Linked DNA regions of Mus musculus: all the other regions are linked to region 2. The links are chromatin contacts, called in public ChIA-PET and Hi-C maps. All regions are on one chromosome and are shown on one strand. Each heading gives the region's core, a stretch centred on a gene start, on an enhancer-like site or on the middle of the called end of the contact. The rest is flanking DNA. Distances are from core to core; before and after follow the strand shown.

What was found. Hi-C and Micro-C count contacts between places; a contact is called where the count stands out from the background. ChIA-PET counts read pairs in DNA pulled down with a chosen protein or histone mark.
Region 1: a contact with region 2 is called in a Hi-C map of CD8 T cells, with 2.4 times the contacts expected there. The contact joins the enhancer-like site here to the promoter of Sirt5 in region 2. A contact is called at or near these places in 5 of 39 promoter capture datasets (cranial neural crest, embryonic stem cells, liver and 1 more), 2 of 484 Hi-C or Micro-C datasets (CD8 T cells and nephron progenitors), 2 of 115 datasets of contacts at active chromatin or transcription factors (bone marrow-derived macrophages and stem cell-derived neural progenitor cells) and 3 of 9 other capture datasets (adipose tissue, liver and pancreatic islet).
Region 3: an RNA polymerase II ChIA-PET map of effector CD8 T cells shows a contact between it and region 2, with 26 read pairs. The contact joins the enhancer-like site here to the promoter of Sirt5 in region 2. A contact is called at or near these places in 6 of 39 promoter capture datasets (the 3T3-L1 cell line, cranial neural crest, embryonic stem cells and 3 more), 1 of 115 datasets of contacts at active chromatin or transcription factors (effector CD8 T cells) and 3 of 9 other capture datasets (adipose tissue, liver and pancreatic islet).

What each region holds. Positions count from the first base shown.
Region 1 is chr13:43,248,810-43,252,182 of GRCm38.p6, forward strand. The region is part of intron 1 of Gfod1 (glucose-fructose oxidoreductase domain containing 1); the gene reads right to left. It overlaps LOC115488162 (a long non-coding RNA gene), which reads right to left. Exons shown (of 2, transcript XR_003950633.1): 1 at 1,911-3,373; 2 at 1-1,690. Among named protein-coding and RNA genes, the nearest start is that of Gfod1, 54 kb to the right of the region's middle. Within about 2 kb of position 1,517, at least 127 of the 459 cell types and tissues checked have an H3K27ac peak or open chromatin away from gene starts, as enhancers often do. A contact at or near this core is called in CD8 T cells and bone marrow-derived macrophages, where this site is marked.
Region 2 is chr13:43,364,140-43,367,476 of GRCm38.p6, forward strand. It overlaps Sirt5 (sirtuin 5), which reads left to right and starts at 1,396. Exons shown (of 9, transcript NM_178848.3): 1 at 1,396-1,405.
Region 3 is chr13:43,451,630-43,455,271 of GRCm38.p6, forward strand. The region is part of intron 2 of Ranbp9 (RAN binding protein 9); the gene reads right to left. Among named protein-coding and RNA genes, the nearest start is that of Ranbp9, 28 kb to the right of the region's middle. Within about 2 kb of position 1,757, at least 56 of the 459 cell types and tissues checked have an H3K27ac peak or open chromatin away from gene starts, as enhancers often do. A contact at or near this core is called in effector CD8 T cells, pancreatic islet and pre-B cells, where this site is marked.

The sequences.
Region 1 (3,373 bases), core at 267-2,766, 120 kb before region 2:
TGACCCAGCCAAGTGAGGGTCTCAGATCCCTACCAGCCTGTGTATCCCCCATACTCCCAGGATACCTACCTTAGATGAGGTGGCACCAGCTTAGCCTGGTGAACAACCCAGACCCCTGCCTACCTGTAACTTCCTCACACTTCAAGTCAGTGGTTCTCGACCTTCCTAGTGCCATGTGACCTTTTAATACAGTTCCTCGTGTTGTGGTGACCCCCCCACCATAAAACCATTTCATTGCTACTTTATAACTGCAATTATGCTATTGTTACGAATCATGATGTAAACACCCTTGAAGATGAGTTTCCAAGGGCCGAGACCCATAGACTGAGAACCGCTGCGCTAAGTCCTAGCTGGCGGTGCAGTTTATATACCAGAATTGCCAGGGATAGATTACCTAAACAAAACTCCTAAAACTTGAAAATTAATGGGTGGAGCTGGAAAATGTACCAAGTGAGGTGACACAGGCCAAGAAAAACAAAGGCTGCAATGCTCTCTCCTGTGTGTGGGTCCCGGCTCCGAACCTTTGGATTTGTCTGTATAACCTAAGTAACTGCAAAGACCAGGAAAGCACAAGGGACCATGGGGAATGAGGGGGAGGAAGGAGCTCTAGAGATGGGGATAATATGATGCAGGTGCTATGAAGGGAAAAGGGGAAACACAGAGTGCATTTTAAGTAGGAAAGTGAAGAGAGACATAATATAAAGGGAGCTAAGGATGTGTGAAAAACCATAGGGAAACAGTGTTTTAGAAGCTTATCTGAAATACATAGAAAGGTCTCGATGGGTACACCTGGCTTATCTGGACTTTGCTAAGTAGACCGAGCTAACCTTGAACTCAGAGATCCGCCTGCCTCTACCACCCAAGTGCTGGAGTTTAAGCTGTGTACCACCACACACAGCGACCTACTTTATTTCTACAGACAGGGCCTCTCTCCCAGTGGCCTGGGACCCACAAATTAAGCTAAGCTGGCCAGAGAGCAAGCCCTAGAGACCTGCCTGCCTCTGTCTCCCCAGAGTTAGAATTATAAGTACCTGCCAGTATGTCTGGCTATAAATGGAGAAAAAAAAAAGAAAAGTTCTGGGTTTGGAACCCAGGTCCAACTGAATAATCTTCTGGCCCCCTGCAAATTGCATTTTAAGAACCAAACTCTTCATTAGTTATAAGGAAAGTTCCAAGACAATAGTCTCATGTCTCAATACAAACTTGAATGTGGCCATTTACATCTGCCTCCTGGTTTGTCCTCAGTATGAGGCATCCCTGGCTAAGAACCGCTGATGAGAAGACTCCTCTCTCCAAGTTCTTCTGCTCCCTTCAAACCCTGAAGCTCTCAAGCAGTCGCTTGCTCGGTGCCTGTGGCATAAAAGCACATCCCGTTTAAACATCAGCTCCCCCACTGCAATATTCAAAAACCACCGAGGCAAGGTCACTCCCTGGTAGCGTCCTCATTCTACTCTCTCCACATAGGGGTGGGAGTGGGGGGAGCCCCTAGCTTCTCAGTCACTCATGCTCAGGCTGCCTAGACCTACACGGCGGTTTCTGAACCATCCCACAGCTGCAGGACCAAAAGTCAAAACAATGAGCCACACTCTTCACGTGTGGCTGTTTCCAGGCCAGGAAGCTACCATCACTGCATAGCCTGCCACCAGATCCTCCAACCCTGGTTCCATGGTGTTCCCATAGAGGCAAGCGCCTGGAGGAAAACAGAAGAGAGAAGCAAGACAAATGAGCCATTTCCACATCAGCCGACGATGGTGACACTTCCACTAATGCAACATTTCAGGGACGGGAGAGAAAAGAAGAAAAAGGTAACCACATCCATCCCCCTCACCTTCCTCTCATCAATGCCCCCTCTGTCCCGAGGTCTCCCCCAAGGCTTCCAGCCTGTCACATCCCCCACACCCACCACCCACCATGGGTGTTGCTGGAGAGGAAGCGACAGGAAGCCACAGCCTGTCCTCACAGTCTGCTCCGCCATGGAAGCCTCTCTCACACTCTGACCACATCTTCCACCCAAGTGAGGCCACTGGGGAGAGAAGGCAGAGAGCGCAAGCCAAGCTGCCCCTCCGCCCCACCCACTTCCTCTCCCTGTGTCTGGTCATAAACCGCTCCAGAGTGCCATCAGTCACATACAGGTCTGGGTTGGCTGGAAACATGCCACACAAAGGCACATGAAGCCCTGTCTACCTGGACTCTACCTCACTGTGCCCCCATTAGCTGCATATAGCAGCCCTGCTGTGCAGCTAGGATCATGACCCTCATCTGGGTGACTTTTCATGGATTGGTGGCCACAGACCAGTGGGTGCCCGACAGGGTGAGAGGGACAGCATGAAAAGACCTGGAATCTGCCTTCCTATTATCCTCATCTCCTTTGCAGACTTAACCATTGAGCTAAAGAGACCTACTGACCACCGCGGCAGGAACATCAGCAGGCCATAAACAGAAAAAAGGGGTAGCACCTACACTGGAGGAGATCTCTGCAGGTTAGCAGGCACAGTGGGAGATTACTCTTCTTCATAAGCAAAGACCCCTCCCCCTTACCCAACATCTGGCACAGCCACACTGTGAATTTCAGAGGAATGATATGCGAAGTGAGGCTAGCCTCTGGAAAGAAATCAAGTTCTTTCTCCCCCTGTTACGGTGGCGTCTCCTGAGTCCTTAGCTTTATCAGACAGCAGCAGAATCCAACCCTTTTCTTCTTACATGAATACCAAGATGAAGTAAGCGCAGTCTTGAATAGCACGGGAGCCAAGGAGAACAATGGTTACAGACAGTGTCACAGCCTAGCACACAATAAGTGCTGGGCGGCATGGGAGCGCACAGGCCAAGCGCAAGGCACTATGGGAGCACTGACGTCACGCTCCAGATTCTTGGTATATAAAGGAGAGGAAGTAGGAAAATGAGCAGGTGTTCAGGGCAGATCTTAAAAGACCACCCAGAGGCGGAGAGGAGATGGAGTAGGGTGGGCATTCCACGAAATAGGTTAAAGAAAGCATAGTGTGTTCGCAAGACAGCAGCCGGGAGGCAGCGGACCAGACAAATGAATGTGGAGGCAAGTATATGGTGGGAGAGCCCGGGAGGTGTCTCAGTTGGTAGAGTTATTAATAGCCTGGCATACATGAAGCTGGAAGTTCAATCTCCAGAAGCGCATAAACTTGGTATGGGGTTTACACCTGTAATCCCAGTACTGGGGAGATAGATAGAAGTTCAAGACCATCCATAGCTACCCAGGGAGGCTGAAACCCGAGGATACAACCCTGTCTCATGGGATTGTCACACACTCAAGGTGGCATCCAGCTTACCTCAGCAGACCATTTGTTGCAGCAGATCACCAGTCATTACATAAGCTCACAGCCATAGGGCACAGGCTCAAACC
Region 2 (3,337 bases), core at 146-2,645:
CACATGACACTACCTGAAATTTCCACTTCAGACCATCTCTTGTGTGAGGTGAGGTTGGGAAAAGGTGGCCTTTCCAAGCCTAGAAGAAAGGTTAGAGTGGCCGGAGCATCAGAGCTGGGATGTGGGGGAAGTCTCCTGGACTTTGATGAAATACAGCGTCTCAAACAACAATATGAACTAACCAGTACCCCGGAGCTCTTGTCTCTAGGTGCATATGTATCAAAAGATGGCCTAGTCGGCCATCACTGGAAAGAGAGGCCCATTGGACTTGCGAACTTTATATGCCCCAGTACAGGGGAACGCCAGGGCCAAAAAGGGGGAGTGGGTGGGTAGGGGAGTGGGGGGGGTATGGGGGACTTTTGGGATAGCATTGGAAATGTAAATGAGGAAAATACCTAATTAAAAAAAAAAAGAAAGAAAGAAATGGCAGACCCCGTGGGTGATGGAGGGCTACATATGCAATAAGAAGCTGAATGTCTCTCCCTGTCCTCCACGTATTGATAGTAAAGAATTAACGTGTGTGGCAGTTATTGTCACAAGCATGAAAAGCAACTGAAGAGCTGGAGATGTAGCTCAGTGGTAGCGTGCTTGCATAACACGAGAAAGGTGCAGGGTTCAACATCTCCAACACCAAAAGAAGAGAAGAGGGGGAGGGGGAGGGGGAGGGGAGAGGAGAGGCGAGGAGAGATTTTTTGTTTGTTTGTTTGTTTTGTTTTTTGGTTTCTCTGTGTAGCCCTGGCTGTCCTGGAACTCAACTCACTTTGTAGACCAGGCTGGCCTCAAACTCAGAAATCCGCCTGCCTCTGCCTCCCTAGTCTAGTGCTGGGTTTAAAGGCGTGCGCCACCACGCCCAGCGACATTTGAGTTTTAACCTGGGAAAGATAAATGTGAACTGTTTGCTCCCAAATTCTCGGATTATTTCCCTTTCTGGTTCCCTGGCTCCATCACCAATTGAAGTATTAGAAAAGCCATGCTGATGAGCCTGACCAGAGAAGTCTGTCCCTAAAGCTAGTCGATCTTGCACCAGCAGTAGTGATCATAACCTCTAGGTTGTGTTGGAGCAGTTTGGGCTAGCCCGGAACCGACTCGCCAGGCCACAGATTTTCAGGGGAATCGACTCTGATTTTGCTAAGCTCTGTGCTGAAATTGCATCCCCCAGTGTGCTCAAGGAGGCCACAGAGCAGGCGGTAGGTAGTTCTTGACCTATTTGGGCAGTGGAATGAGCCTTGGAAGGTCACAAAGACACATGCAAGTCGCCTCTCCTTCCACTGACTCGTGGTCCCACCAATAGTATGTCGCGCTCCGGGTCTCCGGCAGGGGCCGCTGCAGCCAGGGCTTGGCACCAGGACGTGGAGCGCCCCGCCCCAGGCCTCTCCTGCTCCACGGTCCCCACCGCTTTTTGCAGGTGCGTGTCTGGCACTGGTGGGGGTCTGGGCTTTGTTTCGGCTCCGCGCGCCCCATCCCGCGCATGCGCGATGGGGTGCCGGTGGGGTCGGCGGCGACGCTGTGGTTGGCTGGATGGGCCAGGCGTAGGAGTGAAACCTAGGGGAGCAGCTGGGCCCGGGAAGGCAGTGACCGGAAGGAAGGGCACTTTGGCTAAGGTGACAGGGACGGGTTGTAGTGGTGGCGGTGGGAGTGCAGAAAGGGTAGGATCACGACACAACCTGAAGGTGGAGCCGGCAGGATGTGGTGATCGTGGCAGCAGAGAAAGGGGGAAAGGTCAAAGCGCAGCCACGAGCCGGGAGGATGGTGCCCCAAAGTTTTTGAGAGGGGGGCAGGGTTGGGGGTAGCGCACTTTTCAACTCTGGGAAGATGGGAGCTCAGGAGCGACAGCTGCAGAGGTGGGCCGAAAACCCTCCGAGGGTGGGGGCTGGAGGGTGGGCACGCACGTGTTGGGAAAGGTGATCAGCTGGGTTCCAGGCTGTACCCTTTAGGTTAGAAGGCAGGTAGCCCTGAGCAGGTATGAGCGGAGAGGGTTGGTGTCAAGGCCTGGGACTCTTGGGGTGCTGATCTCATTTGGGAGCTTTTGGTGTCCAAAAAGTCTTTATGGAAGGCCTGTGAACGTTTCTGCAGGACAGTTGCCATGCACTCTGCCCTGTGCCTACTCCTGCATTTCAGTTGGTAGTGTATATTGCTGGGCTGCAGTGGGGACTTTTGATAAATGCATGGATTATATATAAGAAGAGATAGCTAAGCTGATTAATGTGTCTGTCATCTCGAAATTTTTTAGTAAGAACCTTACGAGTTCACTCGTTTTAAAGTTTTGAAATGTGCATCACTTCATTATCAACTTTGGTTGCTGTGCCCTACAAAAGACCAGTCAAACTTGCCCTTGACAGACATCTCCATGCCCCCATCTTGTTCCCCACACCCAGCCTCTGGTGACCACCATTCTGTTCCTTTCTATGCTCCTCGTGTGAAATCGGTCCACCTGCCCTGCTCTGCTTAGCTTATTTCACTTAGGTTAGCAGGGTCATTTTTTTTTAAAGATTTATTTATTATATGTAAGTACACTGTAGCTGTCTTCAGACACGCCAGAAGAGGGAGTTCTCCTCACGAATGGTTGTGAGCCACCATGTGGTTGCTGAGATTTGAATCCAGGACCTTTGGAAGAGCAGTCGGTGCCCTTAACCGCTGAGCCATCTCCCCAGCCCGAGAACTTGTTCTAATATTGTATTGTGTGTGCACAGGCTACACTTGCCTTAGTCCTCTGTTGATTGCCACCTAGATTGTTTCCATGTGGGTAACACCAAAATTAACATCGAAGTGTAGATACCTCTCTCCTGCCCACATTGACCTTCAATCCCTTCATAACAAGCTCGGAGGGGCTTGCTAGAGTACGTGCTAATTCTGGTTTGAAGTTGTTGAGTGATCTCCATATTGATTACCAAAACCGCTATGCTAACTGACATTCGCAGTATCTCAGTTCCTTTTCATCCACATCCTTGTTAATGTTAGCTTTTGTCTTTTTGATAACTAGCCAATTCCAGCAGATTTGTGCTGATAGTTCATTGTGGCTTCATTCCATGGTCCCAGTGTCTTCCTTTGAGAAATACCCACTCAGGTACCCTGCTCAGTTCTAAAAGTAGGTGGCTTTCTTGCCACTGATAGGCCTTGGTGCTCTGTTAAATATAAGCCATGCCATAAAACACCATCACCAGGTAAGGTTCCATGTGACCACAGTGAATGAGGACAAAAATCCAGACCACTCAGTAATCCTGTCTAAGTCACGAACCCAAAAGCCTGCTGCTTTTCAAGAATCAGATGACCAAAGCAAAACATTCCCACACATAAAACAAATAAACCTAAATAAAAACATCTCACAACTAACACCCTT
Region 3 (3,642 bases), core at 507-3,006, 88 kb after region 2:
TGATACCTGGGAGGAGAGGATATATGGGGCTTTGGGGATAGCATTTGAAATGTACATGAAGAAAATATCTAATAAAAAATGCCTTAAAATATTGATACCTTATAACTTTTAAAAAAACCAACAATTGTTATATATAAAATTACTGCTACAACAAGAATTGATTGAGATCCCAGGTGTACTGAAACTAAGCAACTTTAGAACAGTGAAGGAATACACTGGTTGTGTATCTCGGGTCACTTTTCACACAGTAATTAAGTGCCTTGTTAAAGAACTTATCTTTTCTCTTACATCTTCCCCTCTCTCTCCATGTGGTCATGGCTGGACCCACTTCTCTATTCTCTCCCTTTCTCTGCCTCTACTACTCTCTTAACTCCCCTCCCCATGCCCTAAATAAACTCTATTCTATACTAAAAAACAAAACAAAACAAAACAAAACAAAACAAAACAAACTCATCTGGTTCTCCAACAAAAATGCAGCTTCCACCCTCCTTAATGCTTTCAAAATGCAAGTAAGCAAAAGCGACCTAGAGATTCCCAACCGGATGTCAAACACCATCTGTCACAGAAATAGACAAGTTCACCTTAAAACTGATTTGGAAACACAAAAGGCCTCAGACAGCCAAAACAATCCTCAGAAAACAAAACAAAACAAAAAAAACAATGCTAGAAGTATCAATATCCCCGATTTCCTGTAGTTATACTACAGGTACTGTAACAGAAACAGTTTGGCACTAGCACAAAAGCAGCCAGGTAAATCAGTGCGATGTAAACCTATACAGCTATTGTCCTCTGACTTCTAACAGGATGCCAAAAGTTTCACTTTTTTAACTCCCAAAAATTTAAAGGAAAAAAAACCCAGCCTCTTCAACAAACAGAACCAGGAAAATTTAATGTCTACACAAAGAAAGATGAAACTATGTCTCCCCATGCACAAAATCAAGTCCAAATGGATCATGACCTTAGCTTAAGACGTGAGACTCTAGAACTGGCAGAGGCAAGGGCTGCTGGAACAGAACTCTACACACTCACTACTGTACAACGGTAAAACACTGTAGAATGAGAAGAAAATTTCATGGCAAAGGAACTCGTTAATCAAATGAAGGGAGAAGCTACAGAAGGAATGAAAATCTTTACTAGCTACAAACTAGCAGGACAGATAAATACCTGGAATACACACAGAACTTTTAAAAATTTAACAAAAACAAACAAGACAACTCAATCAAAGCATGGCTATAGAACTGATAAAATTCTTAAAAGAAGAAGAGCTCTAACCATCTGGGAAGCTCAACTACAATGAGGCTCGTCTCACCCCAGTCCAAATGGCTATTATCCAGAGAACAAATGCTAGCATGGCGACTGGGAAGGGAACACTTATTCACTACTGATGACAGTGTAAACTGGTGCAGTCACCATGGAATCACTGTGGAGCACACTCAGAAAAGCTAGAAGTACAACACAGCATAAGCCCAAAGGACGCCCAACACACCAGAGACTCCTGCACATCCATGCTTGCTGCTGTTCTGTTCACAATAGCCAGGAAACAGAATCAGCCTAAACGTCCCTCAAGAGAACAGATTTATGTAAATATATGGTAAAATACACAATAGAACTTAATGAAAACAAGAAAAATGGACGCATGTTGTCTTTCATATGCAGACTCTATCTTTTAATTTTTCTGTATGTGCATTTGTGTAGAAGCCAGGAAACCAGAAAGGGGCCCATGTGAGACATAAAAAGAAACTTCACAGGAGAGCAGGAAGGGTGGTAGAGCACAGAAGATACGAAAGTAAAAAGGAAACTCCCAGGAACGGGAGGCTGTGGGGGCTGGGGCAGGAAGCTGTAAAAAGGGGACATCAATCAAAAACCAAGTAGGTATGAATAATGGATAAGGAAACCTAATCTTTTGTGAGCTAATTAAATACAACTCTTTGAGTTTTGGTTTTGTGGAGTCTTTTGGTTTTATTTTGTTTTTGTTTTGTTTAACAGGATTTCACTATATAACCCTGGCTGGCCTAGGACTGGCTACATGGACCAGGATGGCCTTGAACTAAGTCACGAGGATCTGCCTGCCTCTGCCTTGCAAGTGCTGGGGTAAGTGTACACCACCTCATCTGGCCCTACATAGAAAAGCAGAGCTAGTGAGATGGCTCCGAGTAGGGGTTCTCGTTACATACATACATACATACATACATACATATAAATGTAATTTTTTAAAAGATAAAGATAGTTCATGGTGAAAAGGGCTCAATGATCAATTAAAAATGTAGACTGGCAAGATAGCTAAGTGGGTAAATCACCTGCTGAAACCCTGACCATCTACATTCAATCTCTAGGTCCCATGTGGTACTAGACTGAAGTCCCTCAAGTTCTCCTCTGGCCTCCATACACAGGATATGGCACAAATGCACACATGCACACTCTCACGCACACACAGACTAAATTGCAGAAATTCTATTATTTTGAAATTTTTCATATTTGATCATACACATTCCTGTCCCCCAACTCATCCCAGAACCTTCCCCGCACCCACCCAGACCATGGAGTTGTTTCTGTGTTGTGCATCTACTCCTGAGGACACAGCCTGCCTTGGAGTGCAACTTGACAGACTTAGTGTTCCCAGCAAGTATCAAGTGCACAGCTTCTCGGTCAGGAGTGGGGTGGTGTGTCCACATCTACCTCTCCATGTTAGAATCCTGTCTGGCACAAACCTCTGCAGGTCTTGGGCACACTGTCAGTCTCTGTGAGGTTGTATATGCAATAAAAATTCTTTTTCTTAACCCAGGCAAGGGAGTGCCCACAGCCCACAGCTTACAACTCACTCAGTCACAGTCTCCGGTGCTTACAGGTCTAGCCGTGGACAAAAGAAAAGAGTGCCCTGTCCAGGTTGTCTCAGGTGATGTGTTTGCCCAGTACACTTTGTATTTCTGTCTACTGCAGATGCAAAGTACACACACACACACACACACACACACACACACACACGAATCCTCTCAGGAAGCTTTGCTTCTCTCTTCAGTTGTCTTTCACTGTAATGTATAACCCTGGCATCTTAGCAAATCCACCACAACCCACACAGGCTGCTTTTTTTTTTTTTTTTTGGTTTTTCGAGTCAGGGTTTCTCTGTGTAGCCCTGGCTGTCCTCGAACTCGGAAATCTGCCTGCCTCTGAGAGTGCACCACCACGCCAGGCTCAGGCTGCTCTGGCTGGGTAAGAAAGGAGTAGATCTGTGAGATGATAGACTCAGCCAAACGAGAGATTTATACATTGTTATTTTCGTAAGGCTGCTCTTCTTTTTTTTTTTTTTTTAAAGATTTATTTATTTATTATATGTAAGTACACTGTGACACTCCAGAAGAGGGAGTCAGATCTCGTTACCGATGGTTGTGAGCCACCATTGTGGTTGCTGGGATTTGAACTCCAGACCTTTGGAAGAGCAGTCGGGTGCTCTTACCCACTGAGCCATCTCACCAGCCCCCAAGGCTGCTCTTCTTAAACCTTACGAAAAATAACAATGTATAAATCTCTCGTTTGGCTGAGTCTATCATCTCACAGATCTACTCCTTCTGTACCCAGCCAGAACTCAAACAATCCATTTGCACAGACCATCACCATTCATCTCCACTGAGACTGTCCTTCCGGTTT